Regions from separate parts of the Columba livia genome. Here region 2 is linked to region 1. A link is a contact called in public Hi-C data. All regions are on one chromosome and are shown on one strand. The core of a region is the stretch at or near the end of the contact, and the rest is flanking DNA. Distances in the headings are between cores, read along the strand shown. Region 1 overlaps TBXAS1 (thromboxane A synthase 1). Region 2 holds the start of HIPK2 (homeodomain interacting protein kinase 2).

Region 1 (6,163 bases), core at 2,910-5,409:
CAAGCAAACTCCTCAGGGCTCCTCCTAAAGACTGTGCATGCCAAGTAAATTTAGTATTACAGCTTTTTGTTCAAATCGCCTGCCACTCACCCTCATACTGCCTCCGACTCTACCCTTCACGTTCCCCTCTTGCCTGGTCCATCTCCACACCAGTCGCGTGAGCACAGGTGGGGGCAGGTGCAGATTCGTAGGCCAAGTTGAGAGGTGGTGGGAAGGGCCAGCACACCAGTTACACTCCGATAACCACATCACACACAAACCTGGCAGCCAAATTCCCTCCGTTACTTTGGTGCAAATCCATGCAGCTCCCTGGGGTTGTATCAGTGTAACGCAGAGGTAAATGCGGTTCTAAGTATGTACCCAATAGCGCTGGGGAAAGAGCCAGAAAGTATAACGTTACACCAATGTCGAGTCTTTAATGTTACTTTGCTTTTCGAATCAAAGACTTTAGCTCCTGACAGAAGACAGACCTGCACTACCTCCACTAGCTTTCATGGTGCTAAAACAAGGTCTTCGTAGCATCGCTGTTCACAAGGAAACTTCTGTGAGATAAAAATACTTCCTGGAACTGAACAGTGTCCCAAAACCAAACAGATAAGCACAAAAGCTGTGACCAAAACAGTCAGAAATCCTCTTCCACCTACATTACTACTGACACATGGCGATCACCATGAACAGAATGAGTGCCATCAGGTAGAAGATCTGAAAAAAAAAAAAAAAAAGGCAGGAAAAAGAGAAGAAAATCACTACGGAAATCCTTGATGAGGCAAGCTACAAATTAAAAGAACACAGAAAAAAACTGTTTCAATCTGAATTTCGTAACTTTGTCAGCTCCACCTAGTCCAAAATTCTCATGCCAAGAGAACTGGGTGCCCTTGAATTGAAAAGCGAGTAAATAATTGGGAGTGAGACAGGGCACCTGGGGTGCTCCACTGTCACGAAGGACGGGGCAGGCACCCAGTGTGCTTTTAATACACAAGTACCCTCACTATACTATCTTTCTTTTTTTTTCTTAGGTTTGGTGGGGAAGAGTAGCTCCTGTCCAGAAGAGGCTCCCTACCTGCATGCACTGCTTGCCTTGCTCCAGCTATTTGTGGATGTGAAATAATCCCCGGCTGTGCATTGTAGTGGGCTAAGCCCATCAGAGGCACATAGACTGCCTGTTTCTCGTCTCCTTAAAAAAACCACTCAGCCCCCAGGAATTCCCCCCGCGGGTTGTCTCCTAAGTCCACCGAGCCTCGAAGTCTCCCTTTCTACACTTGTCTGGCACAATCAAAATTTCTACTTGGGTGGCAGAAATGCTGAATGGTGAAGGATCCCAGTGGGAGGGAGGCAAGGAGGAAATTAAACAGGAGAAAGGACTGCCAGAGGCCCAACAGGCTGAGAAAGAGAATTATAAAACTGGGGTAGGTCTGTCCGAAGGGCATGTCACCAGTCCAAAGCACATTAAGCACTGAAGTTCGTGCAAGACTTAATCCTTCCTGCTATAGAAGTGTCCCTTGGTGGTTGCTGCAGATCTACAGGAATAAAGAGAAGGCATTTTTTTTTTTTCGCCTCTCAGCAGACATTCATGGTATCACATAAGAGCCAGATGATTTAATTTAATCATTCCTGCTCCAGCTGGTATTTTCTCTATGGAGGTGACAGTGCTTTAAATTAGGGCCTTGCATATAAAAGGCCTGTGTGTTTAGCTTAATCAAATGTTCATTTCCTCACGTTATATTTATATTAAAAGGCATCAGCATGAATTTTCATGTTGCAAACAGAGGCTATCATATTGGCTATGTAGTGAGGTCCTCTTCGGTCGTTCTTCATTTCTATGGCCTCATACGCTTGGCAGCCTTTTTGGACTGAGAGGTGACTCAGCCCCAGGCCTGCAGTTTGGGCAAATATGCCCTAGAGAGCATGCTCCAACCTATGAGGAGAGCAGAGCTTTACACAAAATAAATTATTTCGGTAATTCGCCCTTCTGCAGATACTTAAATATGGGCTTGAGCCAGTGCATGCTTAAGTCATTGGCTTCAGCTGTTGCTGCATGAGACCTTTTCTGCAGGATTCTCCCATCACTCAGCCTAATTATTATTTGCTCTGACAAGGGCAGGTCAATTTTAATACCATACAACATTTATGTAGTGCCTGATGCCTTGAAAACATTTTATGTATATTAGGTACAGTACAATAATAATAAAACTTTGCCTTCCCATAGTTGCTTTTCCCCTGAGGCTTGCAAAGTGTTTAGCAAACATTAATTAGTTGGTCATCTTCCAAATGCATGTGTGAGGTGCTGCTGGTAAATAATCCCTCCCTGTACACAAGGGGCCAGCAGAGGTGCTGAAGATTGAGGCCAACAATTTACCACCTTAAGAGTCAAGTACCCACCAATTTGAGCCTTAATAAGTAGCCTGATTTTTTTTCAGCTTCAGTATGACTTCTGTGAGTAAATAGGCAAATACTGCTCCAAATATATAGAGTTAGAATGACCAAAAAAGAAAGAAATACATTTCAAGGCATTGAAATATGTCTTAAAAATGAGCTTGCTTTGTTTTTAGCTGCCAAGATCATAACTCAGGGCTCAGCGTGTCCTTGAGAAATTGATGGTACTAAAAGTACAGAAAGAAGCTTCACTAGTGTCAAAACTCCAATTCCCTGCTGCAGACTCCTGCACCTCTTGCTTAATATAGGTAAAATCTTAACCATTCTCTTCTTACTTTCCCAAAGCAAAGGATCGGAGCCAAAAGGAGAAATAATGTTTTAATATATGGTTCAAAACTGATGAGCTATGCAATGTCTTGAAGCAGAGGAACACTGGTATGTCCCATCTGTGTGGCAACTCTTGATCTCTACCCCTCTTTTCTCCCCATCCAGACAGCGCTGGCAAAGTTTCCTAAGTGAGACCTGTTCTGTGTCAGTCCCACTTGCTGCCTCATTTCTTGACTGGCAATGTGGTTTATGCCATGTCCACTTCTAGCTCCAAATTTTATCATGTGTCCTTCCTGCAAGGCACAAGGGAGAAGTCTGTTCCTGTTGAGACTTCTCACACTTCAGCTGAAAATATGAAAAATGGAGAAAAAAATGGGAAAAACTTTTCTGAACAAAGCTATTCCATGCCTTTTCCTCTTCTGCTCCCTCTGGAAAGTGCTGACCACCTCGGATACAACAAAGCAATCTTCAATTAGTATGTGAAAAAACTTGATAGCACTTAAAGCAGCATTTGTGTTTTCTCCCTCCTATGCATGAAGAGGATCTTTCAAAAAACATAGATGCCAGTCCAAAACCCACTACCCCAAGCTCAGAGAGGAGCTGGCTGTGAGCTGGGGTGTCTGCTACCGTGACACTATCCTGAGACAAACCCCCCTAGATATCCAGATAAAGCCGTCTGCGACGAATCCTGGCAGATGCCTATTCAAGGTTTTCTTTCCTTTTCTTCTCTTACTCTCTCTCTTCTCCATCTGGGAGCAAAGAAATTTCCCTAGGTCTGTTCACGCTTAGATTTAGTGAAGCCATCATGGTGTCATAGTCTGGCACTGTTTCGCGTCTTTGCTTTCCTCTACCCTTTGCAGAGCAGCATGGCACGGCTGTCCATCTGTTTATGATTTACTTCACACAATGACTTGGTCCCAATTACGCTGATAGGCACAGTAGGTTATTTGAGGGCCAACTGGACCTCTGTAATGACACTCGAATTGTACCCAAGTCATGGGAAAGTTTCCAATCAAAAAAAGGCCAGCAGAAAAACTCCACTAGAACTCTCCCAGGAGAGGCTTTCTGTCCTTCATCCCAGAAAACAAAACCAAAAATTTATATTTTTATCTGTAATTCTTCTGCAATTATCAGTGTCCACAAAAGTTGAACAGAAAACAAGAAGAGAAACTGACACCTGGGTCTTTCTGACTTTAAAGATGCATATTGGAGAAGAGATTATAAAGAACAGCATTCAACTCAGGAGGTCACATATTTCGTGGTCTCCTTTAGCACTGACCTGAATCACAGAGTCAAAGCAGCTGTACCAACCTGCGCCAGCTGAGGACGGGCCCAGGAAGCGCAGCCGTTTTGGGGACTGTGTACTGCTGCAGGGAGGGACCCCCTCCATGAGTACTGAATCACCAGCCCTCATAGAGCAAACAGGAGAGAGGGGAAAAAAACCCCACAGCTCAAAAAGCTGCAGGATGAAGTCAGAGGGTCAGCAGTGAGAAAATACAGAATTAATTTGTAACCTGAATAAGGTCATTTCTAGAATGTTTTAGGATGATATAAGACTTTACAGGGAAGGCAAATGGAAATTATTGCTCACGATTTCTTCTGCTTCATGAGTAAGCTGCTTTGGCCTTTATTTATTTATTAACTCACAGTCCCACAACAGTCCTGGTGTGAAGACCAATTTGCTGTTCTCTCTCTCTTGTTTCTCAATGATATTTTTGCTTTTTGAACCTGACCCTTTCCTGTCTCAGTGCCTGACCACCTCACTCATTTACCTCTCCATATTTCCAAGGAGATTCTTATTTTTACAGTTACCCACACCTCACTTCTGTGCTGTCATTTCACTTAAAGCCACACTACTTTAATACCCAGTATTCTACCCTTTCTTCTTCTTTTTCAAAACTCAAATCTACTTTATGTAGTCACAAAAACTCTGGGCTGCAGTGTGGAGACCCAGAAGAACCTGCCCCAACATAGTGGTACCCACCTAGATTTGAGCCAGTCCTGTCATGGAGGACACGGATGCCACTGAGGCACAAAGGTGGCACCCACAAAATGACACATTTGTTCAACCAGTCAGCACAAAAGAGCACTTTTAAGCCAGAAAATTGCAAAAGCCGTAGTGGTCTGCAGGTTGTTCATTACCAATTTTGCACACATAAAATACCTGATAAAATACAGTATCCTGTGCCGTTTTTATCACAATTTGTGGCTCAAGGATCTATGGATACCTACAGATGGGATAATTTGGATGCAGGGAGTGATTTTCTGAGAGTACGAAGTTGAAGTACAGCTGTAGACTTTTCCTGTAAAGGATCTGTCACACACACACAAGAGCAGATAGGCATATGCAGAATATTACCAACCCTGGTCACTCAAACATTATGAGCAAGGCCCCAACATACTTAGAAACTGGCTGGAAAACACATGAGGTTTATGACTAATAATAGTATTTTGAACTTAATTTGCCTTCTGGCTTATGAACCAGGATTCATGTTTTCAGTCTTACCTTTTCAACTAGAAACATTTTTTTTTAATAGGTTGGTTGCTTTTTGTTTTAATAATGAAATATGAGGTTCTGGTTATACACCTGACTTCAGTGTCAAGTGATTTGAAAGAATACAAAACAAATACCCAGAGACTTGCAGTGCAATGGCAGGATGCTGGTAATATGCCATTTACAGAGCACCATGGGCCATCCTTGCCTGCCCTTTGGCCATCTGCTGCTAGTGCACAGCTAGAATCACACAGACCTTTTTAAAAAAAAGAAAAAAAGTCTACAAGACTGGGAACTTCACGTGGATAAACATGACACAAGCATAAGCTGCCCCTCAGAGTGCCCACAGTTTTGTAGCACATGTTTTTTGGGGGGAGAGGGTATTACTGCAAGAGGGGCCTCGGACATTAAGCATCCAAACCTCCTTTTGAGAATGCCAAACTTGGTACCTTGGCAAAGCTTGACACAGAATGAAATTGAAACGTGCAGACAAAGTAACTGGGGGGGAAACTGTGCTAAGTCTATAGATAGCATGTTGCTTCTTCTGGGTACTAGAAGTGGGGTGGGGAAGGGAGGAAGTGAGGGGGAGAGAGGGAGAAGAAAGATAAATTTTGGTTGCTGCTGTCGTACTTAGATCCACTTATCTATGGCTGAAGCCAGACAGCTGTGACTCTAAATGAAGAAATTTAATTAAAAAGTAAAAAAATGAAAATCAGCAAGAAAAAACAGAAAAAAACAGGACTTCACGATTCCCACACCTACTCTGATGTATAAATAGAGACTATCTGACTGATGAAGGGTGCTTATTATTTCTTTGACTTCCATGTGTGTAAAGAAACCTACAATTCTTTCTAGTGAACAAGCAGGATAATCACAAATCTAATGGCACGTTGCTGGTATTTCAACTTTGCAGCTCTAGCTTAAATGACATCATGCAACGTCTTGGTAGTCCCAGTGATATAATGCCTA
Region 2 (6,086 bases), core at 1,436-3,935, 250 kb after region 1:
AGTATGTCACACACAGGTTTGGCTGCTCCCTCTGCACTCCACCTGCCAGCTACAGGGCCAGAATGCACTGCTGCCATGCCCAGGCCACACACAGGGAGTCCACCTACCCCTTCCTCTTTTCTTCTGGTGGGGGAGTAAGCTTGATTTATATTTTAAGCTCCTGCATCATGCAAGCTTTGATGGACATGTTGCTGCCACGGGCCTGATGGCTACAGGATAGCTCAGGGTGAAACAGCAAGGGAGAAAGAACCCATCAGTGCAGTCTCAGGCAGCAGAGGTTGGTACCACTGCCCCCGTTTCACAGCCAAGGAGAGCTAACCTGGAGCCACGCTGCAACAAAATGCAGTGACAACAAGTGAAGACAGTTCCTTCAGCAGCTTGCTCCTGCACTCCGGTCTTGTCCTCTGCTCTTTTCTGATACTTCTCCATGTCTCCCCTGTGGCTCCGAGTTGGGGCTCTATGGCTGCTGTTTTGATCAAGGGTAAGGAAGCATGTTGGGATCACAAGCATCAGTAGTCTTGGAAAGCAGATAATGCCTTCTATCATAAAAGAAGAGAGCAGTGCAGAATTACGATGACCAGAAAATGTTAGGTTATCGACTCAGTGCCTAGAGCCAAACTCTGAGGGTCTTCATGGCTAAATAAAAGAGTGGTTAAAAGCAAGTTAAAATACTGTGTTTGCTGTTGTCCATGCTGCTTGCCCTCCAGCCTGGACTTTCCCAGCTGGAGACAGCTCCATTTCTTTCCAGGATTCGGTGATGTTTGGTGTTGAGATCACGCTCAAAATGAAGCAGGGATGAGACGGCAGCAGGTTTTGCTCCCTCTGCTGTACACAGTCCTTCAGTGCCGTCCTGGTCGACTGTGCCCTCAACCACCTCCACCTGCCCTGCCTGCCACTCCCGGAAACATTTAACACGTATCCTCAGCTTCATGTTGTAAACAGAATGCTAATTGGCTGTGAGACAGCCCTCCTGTTATTTCAGGCTTTTTTCAGTGGGGAAAAAAAAACATGCAAAACACTGAAAATACCTTGCAAACAAGGCAGGCCCACAGGAGCCTGTGGATCACGTCCTCATGTCCAGTGGGGACACAGCCATCCTGCTCCATCGGCTGGTCAGCATGGGTTGTGCCATGGCCCACTTTTATCTGCCAGCATAGGCATCCTCTGAGAACCTTGAGACCAGGAGCCAGGCTGGTGGGAGCACTTGGCTCTCACTGAAATCCCCAAATAAAAGTTACCTCTTGCCTCTTCCTCTTTGAGACATCAACAGGAGCAGCCAGGCGCCGAGCCCTGCTGCGATCGAATCCTGTGGTGGGAGAGATCTGGGCCGGCACCAGCAGCAGAGAGAGTTTTTGGGGACCAGCCGTAACAGCAGGCACACACGAAGAGAATACGTCTTCACTGGTCTGATCCCAGACTGCTGGCTGCCAAGGAGCTCCAGGCAGGCAAATCCAGATGGGAATTAATGCAGGATCACAGCCCGAGGTTTCATTTCCACCTTTGCCCGAGGCTTTGTGTGAGTCTCAGCTTCCCTACCTGTGCAATGGGTACCTGGTGACTGACCTTCCTTCATAAAGCTGCTGTCAGGCAAAGGGGGCTCCAGACAATGTGGCTTCACCTACACCTTTCCCGTATGCACCGACAAAAATGATGCTGGTTGCATTTGGTGCTCCTACAGCAAGAGCTCAAATGGAGAGATGGATCTTTTAAAATAAAAATTGGGGGGGGAGAGGAAGTAGTGGCTGTCAATCTGAGCAAGTAAACACTTCTTTGATGTGGTTCCTTTTTTAAAAAAACAAATAAGCAAACAAAAACACAACCAGAATCCTAAAAGCAACAACGTATGTTTATTTTAAACGCATCCGCTAAATATTTACACTGCAAGCAAGCTAAATGAAAAAAAAAAAAAAAGAATAAACTGGAACTTTTGTCAGTGAACCAGATTGTGAAATGCCTTGAGGGAATAGAAGGTTTATTTGGGGAGAGGGGGAGAGGTAGGAATTTTCCATGCTATTGTAAAACATGAGCTCAAATTATACGATCCCCACAGCCAGTGAATTGCAAAGCTTCAATCAGCAGCCTTTTTTATTTTTTTCCCTTCCTCTCTTTTCTATGGGGGGGGGGGGGAGAAGAAGACAGAAGTGTTTCACCAACTTCTGTTGACTGTTCCTTTTTTCTCCTGATTGAAATGTGTTGTTAAACAAGATCCCACATAATCTCAGCAGAGGGTTTCTCTCGCTCGCTCTCTCTCCTTCTGGGAAGCCGCGATCAGTGCCATCGGCGCTTGATTATTTGCAAACTCCCTACGCCTTTTTTTTTTTTTTTTTGGCCTTTTTTTTTTCCCTCCTCTCCGTCTCGGTCTCCGTCTCCCTCTCTCTCCCTCCGTCTCTCTCTCCCTTTCTCTCACCCCCAGTGCAACTTTTGCAGGCGCCCCGGCACACGCAGCCATGCCGCGCTGAGAGCGGGGGCACCGCGCCAGCCCCCCTCCTTCCCTCTTTCCCTCCCTCCCTCCTTTCCTCCCTCCCTCTCTCCTTTCCTCCCTCCCTCCCTCCCTCCCTCCCTCCCCAGCGCCGCCGTCCCGAGCCGGGGGGGCCCTGCCGCCCGCCGCCCCTGCCCGGCCCCGCGCCTCGCCCCGGCCCCGGCCCCGGCCCGGCCCGGCGCCGCCGCCCCCCGCCCGCTCGTCCACCCGCCCTGGCCGCGTCGGAGGGCCGGCAGCGGGGCTGGATGTGCCCGGCTCCCCCCGCGCTGAGGCGGGCAGCGATGCAGAAGGCAGGCGGCAGCTTCGCCTCCGCCGAGAGACACCCGCTCAAGATGGCAGATGTGTGTTGAGTTTGGGGGGCTGCGATCTCGCGTCGTTCGTGGCGGCGTTGCCATGAATAACAGGCGTCCTTGCACCGATGGCCCCCATGTACGAAGGTAAGCCCTGGCCCGGCACAGCCCGGCCCACCCTGCCGGTACCCCTTGCTCTGCCGCGGTGGGGGGGGGGACACGGGGACACACCGGGGGTCCCCGGCCGCCCGCGGCTCGCCGTGCCCCCGGTGTTGTTGCGGGGAGGCTGGCGGCGGGGCACCCCCGCCCTGCCCGGCGCCCGGCGGGGAGCGGGGCGAGGCGCGGGTCGCCGACCGGCTCTGCCCCCCCCACACCCCCTCGCCCCATCGCTCCCCCGCCCCGCGGTCCCGGGCGCTCGGGCCCCGGCGGGGGGCGGTGGGTGAAGTCCGTGCCGGTGCCGAGCAGAACAATGAGGTGGACGGAGCTTGCCCTGCGCCTCCGTGTGTGTGCGTGTGTGTGCCTGCCTGCCTGCCCCTCGCTGCAGTTTTCATTTCCAGGACCGGCCACCCCGCTCCTTTCACCGGTTTCCCAAGAGTTCCCCCCGCCGGGGTGCTCCTTCGGGGCGCGGAGACCTGGCGGACAGCGGCGGCGGGGGACGGGGCTGCCGGCAGCCGCCTGTCAGCTCCTCCGGCTTCAGCCTCAGCCCAGCCCGGGCTGCGGCGAAAAGCCCAAGTGCCCCAACTTTGTTTTTTGGGGTTGGAAAAAAAAAGGGGGGGGGGGGGGACGTGTGTTAGATCGGAGCGTATTTCAGGGTGGCTGTTAAAAAACAACGAAGATACCAGGGTTCATTTAAATCCCCTCCTCCGTCAGCCCTCCCGGCTCGGCGCTGGCCGGGCAGCGTTGCATAAACCGCAGGGACGCCCACCCGGCCGTCGCTTTATCCCGGCCGGGGACCGGTCGGTCCGTGGCGGCGGAGACCCGGGCGCCCGGCGGCGGGAGTGGGGGGGACAGGGGAACACGGTACTTTTCTCCCTATGGCGAGGACGGTAAAACTTATCTGAGGAGAAAATCGAGCCCGGGCTGCAGCGCCCGAGCGGAGGGCGCCCGGCGGGCGGTGTAAAGTTACCGGCCCGCCGGGTTATTTCTGGGCAGCCCCGGGCTCACCGGCGGTGCGGAGTTTGGACCCCGCGAGAGACAGGCAGACAAAGAGGAGCGTTTTCGGCAGCGGAGGAAGGACGGCCGTCCCTCCCCGCCTTCGGCGCTGCCAGACACCGGGCTGCTGGAGTCTGGGGGCGGCGGCGCCGCCGGGGGGCGCGGAGGGGCCGCGGCGGCGGTAGCGGGGCCCTGTGCGGCGGCGGGCCGGTGCCAGCGGAGGGGCCGCGGCGGGCCCGGGGTGCCGGTCCGAGCCGGCCCGCCGCTGGCGCCCTCTGCCGGTCGCGCCGCACCGCCGAGCGGCCTCGGTCCCCGGGCCCGGGCAGCCCCCCCGGCCTGTGCCCGGGCAGCCCCCAGCGCCTCCAGCGTTAGCCGGCGGCCGCGGGGGCCTGCGGCGAGCAGGGGGAGGCCGCCGCCGTTTCGCTGCCGCCGCCCCCTGGCCGCGGCGGGGTCTCGCAGTCCCGGCGCGTACCTGCCCAGCCCCCGCCCGCAGCCCCCCGCCGGGCCGGGCCTGTCCCCCCTCGGCGCGGCCCCGGGCCACCGGCGGGCCGGTGAGGCCTGGCCCGGCATCGCAGCCCCCGCCGCTGAGCCTGCCCGGCCCCTCCCGAGCGGGCGCCGCTGGCAGAGAGGGTAATGCGGCGATTCCCCTCTGAAGTTCGCTTCTCGCCGGGCCGCATCCCCCGGGCAGGCGGCGGTGCGGTGGCACCTCGGCGGGCGGCGGCGCCCGGCGGCTCCGCAGCGGCCGGGGGCGGAGTGAGGGCGCAGGGCCTTGCGGTCAGGCCGGCCGCGCTCCCCCTTCCCGGCGCGCCGCAGCGGGCGCCCGCCGAGCGCCGGCACAGCCGCCTCCCCGGAGCCGGGCAGGGCAGGGGAGGGGAGGGGAGGGGAAGGGAAGGGAAGGGAGAGGAGGCCTCGGCCGCAGCCAGGGCGGGCAGGGCGCCGGCTTCCTCCTGGGGAGGAGGCGGTGGTGCCGCACCGAAGCGTGCGGTGGAAGTTTAGCGGTTCCCTAGAGCATCCTAACTTCAGCGGCGCCCGAGCTTCTGCCTGACTGGAAAGAGGGAGCGGATGGAAAAAATGCCCTGAAAAGCAACCCGTAAAAACAGATTGCTTGCAAGCGACACAGAAGGGTCCGTGGCCAGGCTCTGCGGCACACCTCGAGCCTTAAAGTAGGTGAATAACCCAAGTCGCAGGAGCCAGTGGGTAGCGTAAAGGCTGATAGGGGTTGTTTTATCTGATTTGTGTTGCAGCATGTTTGCGGGTTAAATTGCTGCTGGATGGCTTCGAGGGAGGTGGAGGAGGGGTTAATGAATGTTTTTCGCCTCCTGGTTGCCATGAGAGGTCCTTAGAATTCCCTGCAATATCGCAGTGCATAGATAAAAACTTACTTATCGCAGGGGATGTGATTTCCTCCTTGGAAGGAGGCGAGGACTGCAATCCTCCCTTACGAGCCTCACGTTATGTGCAGTAACTGGCCTGGTCTCCAGCCCTCCTCTAGAGCAGCAGGTACAGTCAGGCCACCGAGGAGAGCGCAGGAGCCGAGGGGCTGGATCAGCGCTGCGGCGAGCAGCCGCTTCTCTGCTCCTGCCCTTGGTGGTGGCACACGCACCGCCACCGCCACCAGGGAGGCGAGGGCAGGTGAAATGGTATCTGCACCGAACGGGTTTCAGAACATAGGCTCTTTGACAGAAAAGGTGCCCCGGGGAGGAAATGTGATACCTCGGAGGCCCTTATGAAGCTGCTCCAGTAGAAATTTAAGTAAGTGATAACATAGAGCACATGCACAAATTCACCCACAATTCTAGACGTGGAAGCGAGGGTGGTGTGTGTTTGTGGTCAGCAGCTGGCTTAAATAGTGGTTCTGGGAAGCGGAACAGTGCCTCACCTGATACTAATAGGTGAAGCATGATAAATAAGTGAGTATCTGGTGTGAAATCCTCCCCTACATACAATGTGCAAGGAGAATTTTCCCATTTGTTTTAAAGAATTCAGAGTTTTTGCTGTCATCTTCTCCTCCGCTACCTTTTTCTCATTCATTTCCGGGTGTTGCAGAACTGAACAGTAACATGAAGGACATAAAAACCTACCAAGTAAACTATACCAGCAGTAACACCGCTGTGCAGTGTTTGACCTGGATTTTAGTTGTGATTGTGTGAAATGTGTTTGGCTTC

Evidence for each region. Hi-C and Micro-C count contacts between places; a contact is called where the count stands out from the background.
Region 2: a Hi-C map of liver shows a contact between it and region 1, with 2.8 times the contacts expected there. The contact joins the promoter of HIPK2 here to the enhancer-like site in region 1. A contact is called at or near these places in 2 of 2 Hi-C or Micro-C datasets (crop and liver).

Annotation. Positions count from the first base shown.
Region 1 is chr1:149,373,727-149,379,889 of bColLiv1.pat.W.v2, forward strand. The region is part of intron 9 of TBXAS1 (thromboxane A synthase 1); the gene reads right to left. Among named protein-coding and RNA genes, the nearest start is that of SPIC, 41 kb to the left of the region's middle. Within about 2 kb of position 4,160, at least 1 of the 3 cell types and tissues checked has an H3K27ac peak away from gene starts, as active enhancers do.
Region 2 is chr1:149,626,176-149,632,261 of bColLiv1.pat.W.v2, forward strand. HIPK2 (homeodomain interacting protein kinase 2) reads left to right here and starts at 2,686. Exons shown (of 15, transcript XM_065037994.1): 1 at 2,686-2,916. The coding sequence starts at 2,898.